Regions from separate parts of the Mus musculus genome. Here all the other regions are linked to region 4. A link is a contact called in public Hi-C and promoter capture Hi-C data. All regions are on one chromosome and are shown on one strand. Each heading gives the region's core, a stretch centred on a gene start, on an enhancer-like site or on the middle of the called end of the contact. The rest is flanking DNA. Distances are from core to core; before and after follow the strand shown.

The links. Promoter capture Hi-C pulls out the DNA fragments that hold promoters and counts their contacts. Hi-C and Micro-C count contacts between places; a contact is called where the count stands out from the background.
Region 1: a promoter capture Hi-C map of pre-B cells shows a contact between it and region 4, with 4 times the contacts expected there. The contact joins the enhancer-like site here to the promoter of Zfp39 in region 4. A contact is called at or near these places in 3 of 39 promoter capture datasets (the 3T3-L1 cell line, hippocampal neurons and pre-B cells) and 1 of 484 Hi-C or Micro-C datasets (pre-B cells).
Region 2: a contact with region 4 is called in a promoter capture Hi-C map of liver, with 4 times the contacts expected there. The contact joins the promoter of Igtp here to the promoter of Zfp39 in region 4. A contact is called at or near these places in 4 of 39 promoter capture datasets (cranial neural crest, embryonic stem cells, liver and 1 more) and 2 of 115 datasets of contacts at active chromatin or transcription factors (astrocytes and embryonic stem cells).
Region 3: a Hi-C map of B cells shows a contact between it and region 4, with 5 read pairs. The contact joins the promoter of 4933439C10Rik here to the promoter of Zfp39 in region 4. A contact is called at or near these places in 4 of 39 promoter capture datasets (the 3T3-L1 cell line, cranial neural crest, hippocampal neurons and 1 more), 1 of 484 Hi-C or Micro-C datasets (B cells) and 1 of 115 datasets of contacts at active chromatin or transcription factors (forebrain).

Annotation. Positions count from the first base shown.
Region 1 is chr11:57,950,398-57,953,231 of GRCm38.p6, forward strand. No RefSeq gene overlaps it. Among named protein-coding and RNA genes, the nearest start is that of Gm33078, 40 kb to the left of the region's middle. Within about 2 kb of position 1,319, at least 106 of the 459 cell types and tissues checked have an H3K27ac peak or open chromatin away from gene starts, as enhancers often do. A contact at or near this core is called in pre-B cells, where this site is marked.
Region 2 is chr11:58,197,778-58,200,842 of GRCm38.p6, forward strand. Igtp (interferon gamma induced GTPase) reads left to right here and starts at 1,779. Exons shown (of 3, transcript NM_018738.4): 1 at 1,779-2,002.
Region 3 is chr11:59,503,813-59,506,925 of GRCm38.p6, forward strand. 4933439C10Rik (RIKEN cDNA 4933439C10 gene) reads left to right here and starts at 1,841. Exons shown (of 5, transcript NR_015585.3): 1 at 1,841-3,074. It overlaps Zkscan17 (zinc finger with KRAB and SCAN domains 17), which reads right to left and starts at 2,828. Exons shown (of 10, transcript NM_172941.4): 1 at 2,352-2,828; 2 at 2,016-2,150; 3 at 336-442.
Region 4 is chr11:58,902,716-58,905,659 of GRCm38.p6, forward strand. It overlaps Zfp39 (zinc finger protein 39), which reads right to left and starts at 1,510. Exons shown (of 5, transcript NM_011758.2): 1 at 1,400-1,510; 2 at 28-192. The coding sequence starts at 1,402. It overlaps Gm12257 (a long non-coding RNA gene), which reads left to right and starts at 1,631. Exons shown (of 4, transcript XR_879896.2): 1 at 1,631-1,800; 2 at 2,574-2,780.

The DNA.
Region 1 (2,834 bases), core at 69-2,568, 950 kb before region 4:
GAGTTCCTGCCCTGGCTTCCCTCAGTGGTAAAGAGTGACCTAAGAGTTGGAAGCTGAAATAAATCTTTCCTCCTTAAGTTGTGGTTTTATCACAGCATCAGAAGCCTAACTAAGGGGTGGGAGCTAAGAAGAGAGTATAAATACATAGTGCTGGAGTGTAAGTGTGAGAGAAGAGTCAGAAGTGGGCAGTGGTGGCACATGACTTTTATCCTAGCACTCAGGAAGCAGAGGCAGAAGGATCGCTTTATCCCTATAAGTTCTAGACTGGTCTGGTCTACGTAGCGGGCTGGAGGACAGCCAGGACTAGATAGAGTTCAGTTCTCTAAGCAGGGCAGCTCACAACCTGTAACCCCAAGGGATCTGACAGTCTCTTCTGGCCTCCTCAGTATGTGGCAGACACACACACACACACACACACACACACACACTCAGAGAGACAGACAGAGACAGACAGAGACAGAGAGACAGAGAGAGAGAGACAGAGTTAGAGAGAGAGAGTTAGAGTTAGTTCTGGGACAATTAGGGCTGCCAAGTGAGACCCTGTCTCAATGAAACAAAAACAGCCAGGCAGTGGTGGCACACACCTTTAATCCCAGCACTTGGGAGGCAGAGGCAGGTGTATTTCTGAGTTCGAGGCCAGCCTGGTCTACAGAGTGAGTTCCAGGACAGTCACCAGGACTACACAGAGAAACCCTGTCTCAAAAAAAAAAAAAACCCAAAAAGCAAAAACAAAAAACCAAAAGGCCATCTTGGCAAGCCTTGAAATATGTGCTTTATCATATATGACCAGTAGGTGGCGGCAAAGACAAGCAGATGAGCCAGCCTTTTTGACACCTAAATTTGTTTTTGCTTAGGTGAAAATTTATTCTTGCATTGTTTCCCTAAGCATTTATGCGACTAAACGTTAGGAAGCAGACAAGTGACAATAAACAATTATGTGTGTTCTCATCTCCTCTCTCCAAGTGTCATTGCTAGTTTATAAAGGAGGACACCAAGACTAGAAGTTGTCACTGCCTAAAGTCACAGCTTTAAAGTGTAATAGATGAGTTAAACATTTGGTGTGACCGGACAGAGTCTCCCAGTGTGGCCCATACTGGCCTCTAACCTGTGGCAAGCCTCCTACCTTTCCTGTGCTGGGTTTACAGCCTTGCTTCAACGCACCCCACAGAAATCTTGTGTTTGGCTTTCGCTCCTGGCTGGAGGAGAAAGCTGAGCAAGCGACAGGTTAAGTCAGGGGAGCAGGCTTCAGACTCCCTAGACTGCAACTTCTGTGGAGTGCACGGTGTGAAGCCTGTGGCAAGACATGATGTGAACTTCCTGCCACGAAGCAAGGCAGAGAGAAACCACTCGCCATTGGGGACTCCGGCTGTGTCATCTCCAGAACCAAGACTCCGACTTTAAAAGCTATCTTTGAAAGGTGTAAGAAAAGGAAGTGTAAAAAGAGGAAATAAAAAATGAAATTGAGATGGAAGTAGGGTAGGGGCGTGGCAGTGAAACAGGCCAGTAATGGCAATTCTCTGGAGGGAGTGTGTACGAATGTGGAGTTCAGCGTCACTCTTGGTAAAATGGGGAAGGGTCAGCAGCTTGAGATACACGAGACCCGTATAGAGACGTGCGGAAGGGGCCAGAGAAATAGCTCCGAGGCTACAAGAGGACCCTGGGAAAGCATAAGAAGGTGAATTCAGTTCCTGGCACCCACAGGGCTGCTCACTACCAACCGTATCTCCAGTTCCAGGGCACCGGGCACAGTCACAGTGCACATGCATACACGCAGATAAACAGCCATGCACATAAAAGACTACATAAATCTTAACAAAAATTTTAAAAGGTAGGCAATAAGAAAAAGCAACTTGCAGGGTAGGTGGCGCACACCTTTAAACTAAGCACTTGGGAGGCAGAAGCAGGCAGATTTCTGAGTTCAGGGCCAGCCTGGTCTACAGAGTGAGTTCCAGGACAGCCAGGGCTACACAGAGAAACCCTGTCTCAATAAAAAAAGAAGAAAAAAAATCTGAAAAGAAAATGGTAAGTAAGATCATTGAGATTAAAGAAGAGAATAAACAAGGGCTAGGACTGCAAGCATGAGCGGCTTCCACCTGGCTGGAGCTGTCAATCAAATGAAGCTTGGCTGCACCTCTGCAAGTGAGCACTCAAAGCCAAGCAGAGAAAGGAGGACTCGTGCTGCCCTGCCTCCTGTTGGGGTATACATGCTGAGCAGGTCTCCATGTTGGAGGTCCTGGTGTGCAGGCCCCATGACCACAGCCAGAGCAGATGCCCTCCCCCCAAGTTGCTTTAGGCTTTCACCAACGTGTGAGAAGTATAGATGTTTTGAGAAAAAGCTGGTAGGGGAGGATAGGTGGAGCCCAACAGGAGAGCGTGTGAAGTCTCCTTGTACAAGAGTGGGGGATTTCCAGACCAGAAGCTATTCCTAGAAATGAGGCCACCACACACCTGACACTGAGTGATGTCAGAGCTCCCAGCGGCACCCACTCAGGCATGAGCTATGCTTTCCCATTCTACAGATAAGGAAACTGGAGACCAGAGAGGTAATTACCAATGTGTAGGAAGTGGCAGATGGGTGTGGTGGCTCAAGCCTGTCACACCAGCACTTGGAGGATGGAGCCTACATAGTATGTTCCAGGCTAGCTAGGTCTACATAGCAAGACCCTCTCTTACAAAAACAATGGCTGGAGATATAGCTCAATTGACAGCGTGCCTGCCTAGCATCTAGAAGGCCCTGGGTTCTATTCCAGCATCACATAACATGAACGAGGTATGGTAGCCTGCACCTATAATCCCCAGCACTCCAGAGGCAGAAGCAGGCAAAACTTTCTACA
Region 2 (3,065 bases), core at 529-3,028, 700 kb before region 4:
CATCTCCCTGTAGCCCAGCAGGGACAGGAGTCTGCTTCTTGTTCTTGCTCTGGTGACAGTCGGGAAGCAGAGGCCAGCTATAAAGGCAAAGGGTAGAAAAGAATACAGGTGGATAGTGGCAATCCTGCTGATGTCCCCTGATGTGGCGAATGTTCCTCACACAGGAGAGATCGTTGGGAAGTTCGCATGCACAGCAGTCACCTTTGGGTCTCAGGGACAGAGACAGCCTGGTCCTAGGGGTCTGTTATACCTTCTTTGTAAATCATCACCTGTGTATGCACACACATATGGAGGCTACAGGACAACTTTGTCTGTCTTTCCTCAGAGGTTCTCCACCTTGTTTATTGACACAAAGTCTCTCACTGTAACTGGGGCTTACCAAATAGTCTAGGCTGGCTGGCCATCAGCCTATCTCCGTACTGGAGTTACTAGTACATATCACCACGTCTAACTTTTGACATGGGATCTGGAGGATTGAACTCAGGTCCCTGTGTGTGCACTGTAAGCACCTTACTGACTTCATCTCCCCAGCCTGTCAATCATCTATTGACCAAGTTCATCGATCAGGAACACTCCTGTGCAAGGGCATCTTGCAGAGTGCTGCCTGCTGTCATTTTCTGAGCGAGAGAAGTCACAGGTGGCAGAGACACTTAAAAATGAGATGACTTAGCAGGTAAAAGCACTGACTGCTCTTCCGAAGGTCCTGAATTCAAATCCCAGCAACCACATGGTGGCTCACAACCATCTGTATTAAGATCTGATGCCCAGGCCGGGAGAGGTGGCCACGCCTTTAATCCCAGCACTTGGGAGGCAGAGGCAGGCGAATTTCTGAGCTCAAGGCCAGCCTGGTCTACAGAGTGAGTTCCAAGACAGTCAGAGCTATACAGAGAAATGTCCTGTAACTCCGGTTGCACGGGTTCCAACTCTCTGCTCCGACCTCCGAGGCTCATGCACATGCACACCTATTGAAGGGAGGGATGGGGGAGGGAGGGAGTCAGGATGTTAGGGACAGTGAGTGAAAATGAAAGACCAGGTCAGTAAATGGCCTGGGGTGGGGGGAGCCCTGGGGGCATGGACTGTGCAAATGAGCACACACTTCCCATCAGCCACTTACCCTGCTAAGCAATTACACAGGGAAACTAGCCCATTCCCCTCTACCTGGGCACTCAGTGGTCCAGGGCATCACTGTACACAAAAAAAAAAGGAGAGGGGGAGGGGGAGAGGGGGGAGGGGGAGGGGGGAGGGGGAGGGGGGGAGAGTGTTTATTTTTATTTTTTGGTTTTTGTTTTGCTTTGTTTTAAATATTTTTCCTGAACTCAAGAGAAACCGGTGGGCAGAAGGAGACCACTTAAAGGTGGCATATTCTGCCGCATACTTTGATCCTGGGGAGACGACAGAATTGGAACAGGGCAGAGTAGGTGGAATTTCTGCCCCTGAGCTGAGTGGGCGGGAAGGAGCGAGTAGACAATGAGAAGCGACAGAAGCCCCAAGGAGCAGCAATGAAGGGCGAGTAGTTCTCCAAGGACCAAGTTCGCTGGGTCTCAACATGGTGCCATCATTAAGAGGGGCTCCGGAAAGGAGGTAGCAGGGTCAGACAAGGCAGCTCTGACCGAAGTCTGAATGGCAGGCTTCACGGGCAGACTTCTGACCTCTATACCTGGAATCTGGCCCAGTTACCCCTCTCTTTGAAGAAGAACGTGGCCTCTGAGTGCTAACTCCCGAAAACTAGCCATTTCTAGGAACTGAAACTGAAAGCTGTTCGGGCATCAGGCCCCGCCCCTTGGGGAGGAGGCAGGCAGGGCTCACGCCTAGAAGTTGGGGACTTACATCTGGGCCAACATAGATAGAGCAGGGTCTGAGAGGAAACCTAGGAGCTCAGGCTGCCCTTCAGCTGCTCCTGCCTCTTCTAATCGCTCTTCCCCACAGGACCCTGCCCCACCACACTTCTCTCTCTCCTGACCGTCCTGAGCCTGGATTGCAGCTTTGTAAGGCTTCTGAGCAGGTAGGTGAGGGGCTCCTGCTTGGCCTATAAACCTGCTCAGGGCAGGGGAGTCTGGGGTCAGGTGTTCCTCTGGGGCACCCTGTGCAGCAGGCACCCTCCTGCACTGTCTTCAGGATCGGAGTGCATGGTGTCTGGCTGAATCAAGTCCTTCCAATTCACCAGAGAGAAGCAGTGTGCTTCTTTTTTTACCTGGGTATCCCTGGGTTTGTGGGTCTTCTGAGGGAGCCTAGTTAAGAGAAAACAGGTGGGATTTTACTCAAATTCTCTTGGCCACTACTTCGATGACCCCTCAGGGGCCAGAGTCCAGGATCAGAACAGCCCACAGGTAATATTGGAACATTCTGGAATTGTGTAATGTGCATCTGTTCTCCATGTGCGACACGCAGGGGCTAGAACTCTGGCTTGGAAGGCTGGGTTCATAAGGAAACTTTTTGTCTAACTCTGTTGGGCATTATCTATCTGCCTTGGAGACGCTGGTTCTTCATCTGCCAGCATTTAATTTAATCTTTTGGAAGAGAGTATAACAAAATGCAACCCGACGGAACATAGTAACATAGGCAACCAATGGGCTGCCACTTCCACTGTGTATGTGACCTTTTTTGTGCAGGTGTGTGTGAGACTATTGCATTTGTGTGTGGGCCCGAGTGTCTGCTTGCCAGTGTGTATGTGTGTATAATCCAGAGGCTGACATTAGGGTGTCTTCCTCAGTCACTCTCCAATTTATTTCATTTTATTGAAATAGAATCTCTCAGTGAACCTCTTGGCTAGACTGACTGGCTGGCCAGCAAGCCCTCTGGGATCCTCCTCTGGACCTCCACCTCTCCAGCTAGGGTATTTTAGGCATGAGTATTGAAACTGGCTTTTATGTGGATGCCAGGGGTTCAAACTCCTGCTTGTGAGGCCAGTGCTTTCTTCATTGAGGCATCTCTTTCCCCCCCTTTCCCCAGAGTATTTAGAGAGATCTGGATCTTTATGGAGAATTGTAGTCAGCTTTAGATCAACCAGAAGCGTGACCAGGAACTGCTTTGTATAATTCAAGATGTCTTTCTTCTCTCCTTTCTTC
Region 3 (3,113 bases), core at 591-3,090, 600 kb after region 4:
ATTTCCAAACAGAAATCACTGGCTTCAATGCTCTGGTCTCCTGTGGCCACTTCTGAGGGGGTGCTAGGCAGAGCCCATGGGAGACCAGCCCTTTGAGGAATTCCTGGGAAATGTACGAAGTGTTGGTGTGGCTGGTCCTTACACATGGGAACCGAAAGAAAGATGACCCTTCCCACAAGCCATCACTCCATGAGGAGTCCCCTAACATGTGGCAGTAAAGAAGGCAGGGCATTTGGGAGAAAAGTGGTGGCGATTCAACAGGACACTGGCATTCCCAGTACCCCAGGAGAACAAGGAGGCCACAGGCATCTATGTGTAACCAAGGTTTGTGATACCTTTGATGGACAGGTCCTCCTGGAGGATAATAGCCCCAGCAGGCCACAATCTTGAAGCTTTGGAGTCGAAGTCACCGTCTCTGTTCTTGAGGTCTTCACAAATTGAACTGGAGGAAAAAAAAATATGCAAGGGAAGTTATGCAAGACCACCGTGGAACAATGTCACTCTGCCAGGGACAGAAACTTTCACTCTGTGCTGGCAAGGACAAAAACTCCCAGGTACAGAAGGAACTCAGAGCGTTAAAGTAAGACTTGTATTTAAAACCACCAATGCTAGGCCTGGGGGTACAGCTCAGTGTCAGAGTTGCAGCTAAGACTGTGCCTCTTCCCCATACAGTGCTTTATGACAAGCCTTACACGCACCTGGTCCAACACAGGGGCTGCAGAAGCAGCTGAGTGGTTGGTTGAGAGTACACACTACTTTTCCCTCTGTCCACAAAGTCCTGTAAGTGTTTCCCACACCCTCTTCGAGCCTCCATGGGCACCGCACCCAAGGGCATAGACTCACACAAAGATATCTACACAGGTATACATGTTATTAAAAATTTAAATCTCAAAAAAAATTTTTAAGTTCTTGTTATATAGTTAAGTGTGCAGGTGCGTGCATAAGTGTGTGTGTGTGTGTGTGTGTGAGTAAAAGGGGCTGGAGGGAAGGGAAGGGGGTAGTTATGTAATTATATTTTAGTACCTAAAAATGTGGCTAAAAAAAAAAAAGCTACTAGTGTTCCGTCTGAGCCTATCCCTTGTTTTCTCCAGATTCTCCTTAAGGCAGTGGTACACATAGTGACATTGTGGCCCTTCCTGGTCATGAGAGAGGAGGCAGTCACCGCCAGGCTTTCAGCCCGACTATCACATACACAATCCAGCAAACACACCAGGGGCACAGTATATCACGGTCTCTCCACTTGACCCACACTTTGGAACACTCGGAGAAAAGGTAAACGGAGTCACCGAGTTGGGCTCTCGGGATTCCGGAAAAGCCCAGGCAGGGCCGCTCACTGCCTGGCCCTTTACACCCTCACCTGGAAGAGACTCCCAGCGGGGCAGCACCACTTTGCTGGAAGACAAGCGATACCAGAAAGCCACCAAGCAACCGAATAACAACCTGGAACCTCAACTTTTCTGTATTCCTCTGATTGCCGAAGTAAAGGCAGACACCCGACGCGAGCTTCTGAAAGCAACAGGCTGTGAACCTCGACTACTCTCACGTCTTACTCCCGTATTAAGAACCCAATCCGGGCCCCGCCCGCTCTCTCCTGCTTCCTCCGCCCACTGTCTCCCACCTGCTGGGCCCTGAATGGCTCAGGTCTACACTTAGGATAGTGTGTCCAGGGTCCCACCCTCAGCACCCGGTTCTGCTGGGGGACTGCTCTCAAAGAGCCCTAGGCCAGACAAGCGTGTGCCTCTTTGTCACTCTGGCACCTGGCGCGCAGGAGCCTCGGGAGCGGAAGCTTTATGAATGAACTACCGTTAGGGAGGGGAGGGCTCCCGCAGGGGCGGGGCTTGCCCAAAGCAGTTATTGAAGGCGCAGGATCCCAGGGAAGGAATGAAGAGCAGGAGGAGGAGGAAGAGGAGGGTGTTTTAGGCCAGGAGAACTATGGGGTTTCTGTCGCTTCCACTCTTTCAGATTTGCTGGCTCTTTCCTTCGAAGCCCGGGACAGCAGGCGAGCAGATCCTCACCTTCCAGCTCGGTCTCTCTGGTGTTTTGGCAGAGGCGGCTCCAATGCATGGGCCAGACTCGGTCCCTGGCCAGGCCAACCCTGTCTCGGGATCCTCTAGAATGCATCAGCTGGGCTTGGGAGCGAAGGGAGACGCCTGGAAGAGAATTGTATTGCTTCATCCCCGAGGGCACCTATGAGGACGCGGCTCTGGGAGCAGGGATCTGGGCCCGGACGCGGGAAGAGGAGAACAGGGAGCAGGACCCAGGCGCGGGCTGGGGATCAGAGCGCGGGAAGTGGGGAGCGGGTTCCGGGTTCAGACAGCGGGGCATGGGAAGCCGGGCCACAGTATACTCACCGCTGCGCAGCGTCCCGGTTGGCGGGCCGCGTAGGCCGGGCCGCCGCGGAAAGGAAAGGCCGGAGCCCTCCGGCTCCCTCCCCTGGGACACTTCCTGCACCGCTCTAGGACCGAGGAGGTCTCCTCATCTCAGTGGTTCGCTTCCCCGCCTCCTGGCCGAGGTGTACGCGGGGGGGTGACATCCGACACCCCCGGCCCGCCTGGACCGCCCCGCCCCGCCCCGCTCCGTGCTCTCCCGGCCTGGGCCCGGGGCCCGGGCTTTAGCTTTGTGGGCCTTCCTAGCGGGCTCGGGATGCGCGCGCGCGCCCCGGCGGGACCCGGGCGCTGGGGGCCAGTTCGCGCGGCCACCAGCCAGGGAGGCCGGCTTGGGGCTTTGCTCTTCTCTGCTCCTCTTGTGTGGGCGCAGGGAAGGGCTGGTCTGGCGGCGCTGGCGAAATGCCAGAATTGGGAGGAGGAGGGATGAGGTGTAAGGGGATCTCCCAGTGACCATTTGCATCCCGTGTGTGCTGTTGTGCCCCAATCCCTTCCAGCCGCAATTCCATTTCAAAGCCAACGCTGCCAGAGCCACCCAAATCGGTAGGACTGGAGAAATGCAGACCCAGCGATCCACGGTGCTCGCCGAAGCAGCGGCCCGCGGCTTCGTGGCATGGAGATGATCTACGATTTCTCTGTTTAAGGAAGACTGTAGCACTCTGGGTCCCTCTGAGCACCAGGATAGTCCTGGTGAGTACGGAGAGAGAAGGTTGCCAATCCTGAGAGTAT
Region 4 (2,944 bases), core at 260-2,759:
CATGACCTTCTCTAGTTCCCCATTTACCTTTACTGGTGCCTTGTGTTTTCTTGCTCTATTCCGCTGGGTCCGTCTCCAGTAACTGTAGGTGACTGGCCTCTTCTTGTAGCTTCTCTTACGCTTTCTAGTTTCAAGACATCGACTGGGGAGTTGACTCAAGGAGTTCTCCACACTGTCAGGCTGCAAGTTCCTCTATAAAGCAATGTTGGAGATGCCATGTGAGTGACTTAGAGCCACCTCTGTGCCGGACACACTGCAACCACACATGAACTAAAGCAAAATTCAAAGGAACAACACCCCACTCTCGTCTCCAGCAAAGGAGTCACTGTCATCTTGTGCTCTTGGCAAATGCAGTGCCCCCAGTACACAATTCAAACTTTCTGCTGTCATAAAAGTAAATGCTGGAAAATGCTTCAAAACAATTGTTAGACAATATCACAACACACCAAGTACTGACACAAGCTTTGCTATACCATTTACAGTATTTATAAAAACTTAAGTTTCTTCCTTCCACATGACATAGTATTAGAAAGACACTTCCAAGAGTATCAACTTGAAACTTATAGATTCCGTGGTATATAATGTAAATTATAGCTACAGACCAGTCAAAGAGGCAGGAATTCTGACTTGTTCTACTAACTGTTTTGAGTTCTATTTGAGATTTTACGATGTTAGGGGAAATGGGGATTTTAAATGGAGTTTGAAATTTTTCTGTGCCCCATTGTAAAGAAGGGCACAGATTCTTTTGATACCCACAGCCACACTTAGGACTAACTTCCTACAACTCTGCCCCACCAGTAATGCAGGGGTTAATCTACTCATGAGGCCAGAGTCATTGGAATGTCACCTTTGGAACGGCCCTCACACAGCCAAGAGTGTGTTTTTAATGTAGGCAGCAGTCAATCCCATCGAGCTGACAGTTGGTTACCAAGTACATACACTTCACAAATAGGTGTCTCCAGAGCCATAGGGAGCAGATACATCATTACGGCAAAGGACGTGAATCCAGTGTGGAAGAGAGAGACGCTGCACGTGCTCTCTCACTACACTCTCCACACAAGCCAGTACAGTAAGAGCCTTGCTGATAATGCGGAGGCCAGGAGATGCCCCAGCCCAGGCTCACGCCACACCTCAGGCTGCTCCAGCATCCAGGGCTGTCACTGCTTGACAGTGAGACACCGGACACAGCAGCTGTGGCACCGGAGTCTGGACCAAGAGAAGAGTGCGGCTGAGGACAAGTGTCCCTGCAGAGTCAGGGAGTGTGGCGGCTCAGCCACGTCAAGACCTAGGGAGACAGCCTGTGGGCTCAGCCCTGCATAGGCCTCGCAGAGCCGAACCGCCTGCACAGGGCAAAGCGGAGGAAACCGGAACCCTGCCGGTTCCTGCGGGCAGCACTCACCATGGCGCCCCCGTCCGCCTCCGGCAGCTGACTGGCCTGAGGCACCCGGACACCCCAGCTCAACTGACCGATCAAATGTAAAGATGGCGCGAGACAAAGCCCCCGCGAACTAGCGAACCCGCCAAGGCCCGCCCCTGTGCCCGGGCTGCGCTCCTGATTGGACCGCCCCTCAGTCCCCGCCCCATCATCGTGCCTTGATTGGCCACAGATAGCACCAATCGATGACTTGAGAAAGGCAGACTACCCCAAAAAGTGGCTGCTGCGAAATATTTTCAGTTTTGTTTTGTATTTTGTTTTTCAAGACAAACCCACGCTGGCCTCGAACTCATGGCAGTCCCTCTGCCTGGGCTCCAAAGCGCTGAGATTACATGAGTTGACCGCTATGCTCCCCTTGTCCGAAGGTAAAGCTCACTCCAGGTGGATGACGAGATTAGCATTTAGTTCATTATGTGAATTATGTCATGTGAATTATGAACTGTACATAGGAATATATTATTCACAAATGTAAAGAAAACGATGACAATTATTTTTAAATTTCAAATAACGTTTTCTTGTGTATGTATGTGTGTGTGTGTGTGTGTGTGTGTGTGTGTGTGTTTTGTCTTTGATCTTTGGCCCCAGAACTTTTGAATAGAGAAGCTGACAGAAATCAAATAGAAACTATCTGTTAACGAGAATGTCAAGTACAAATAAAATGTGACACACATTGTCATTTAAATTTTCCTGGAATTCACATTGAAAAATTAATCTGACTGTATTAATAGGAAATATAAGCCCCTCAAAGAGCACCCAGTGGCCAGGCCCTGCCCCTGAGGCCCTCCAACCACTAGGCTCCACCTACAAAACGTTCTATAGGCCAAAACTGCAGGTTAAGCTCCGCCCCATAAGAAAAAAAAAAAAAACCCTTAAGCTCAGAACTTCAAATCTCACCAACCCCTGAGCTTGCCCCAAGATCCGGACTTCAAATCCCACCAATCCTCATCCTGGAAAGCTCTGTGCCCGCCCCCTTCCCCAAGAAACCCCTTAAAAAGTCCACCTCCAGCTCCGTTGCTCCTTGCTACTTCTTTCCAGAGCAGAGGCAGCTACCTACTTGTGTTTTGTCCGAATAAATCTCTTGTTGTGAGGTTTGTTGTGTGGTGTGACTTTGTGCTGTTCTTTGGCTCCCATCTGCCAGGACACTTTTCCCCTCGGAACTGTAACATTTATGGTGTCCTGACCTGAAGAGGCTCCTCCTCCTGTCTGTGCACCCCCTTGGGGTCTGAGCCATATTGGGACCCATCCTTCACCTCCAGTCCATCTGCAGCAGACTGGCGTTCTGACTCACGGATAGCTCAGCGCCTCCCCTCTCAGCCCCCCAGGCCCCATCCACCAGCGGCATTAGGTAAATTTCCCATTCGGTCAGTTCAAACACTTCCCTGAGTCTGCGGAAGTGGCTATTGAGTTATTTGGCGCCCCTCTGGTACTCTTGGAGGCAGAGGTACCCCCCCACACCCCCAGCCACGGTCTTTGAGGCTACGGCTGGCTCTCTTCACCTGCCCCCTCCTC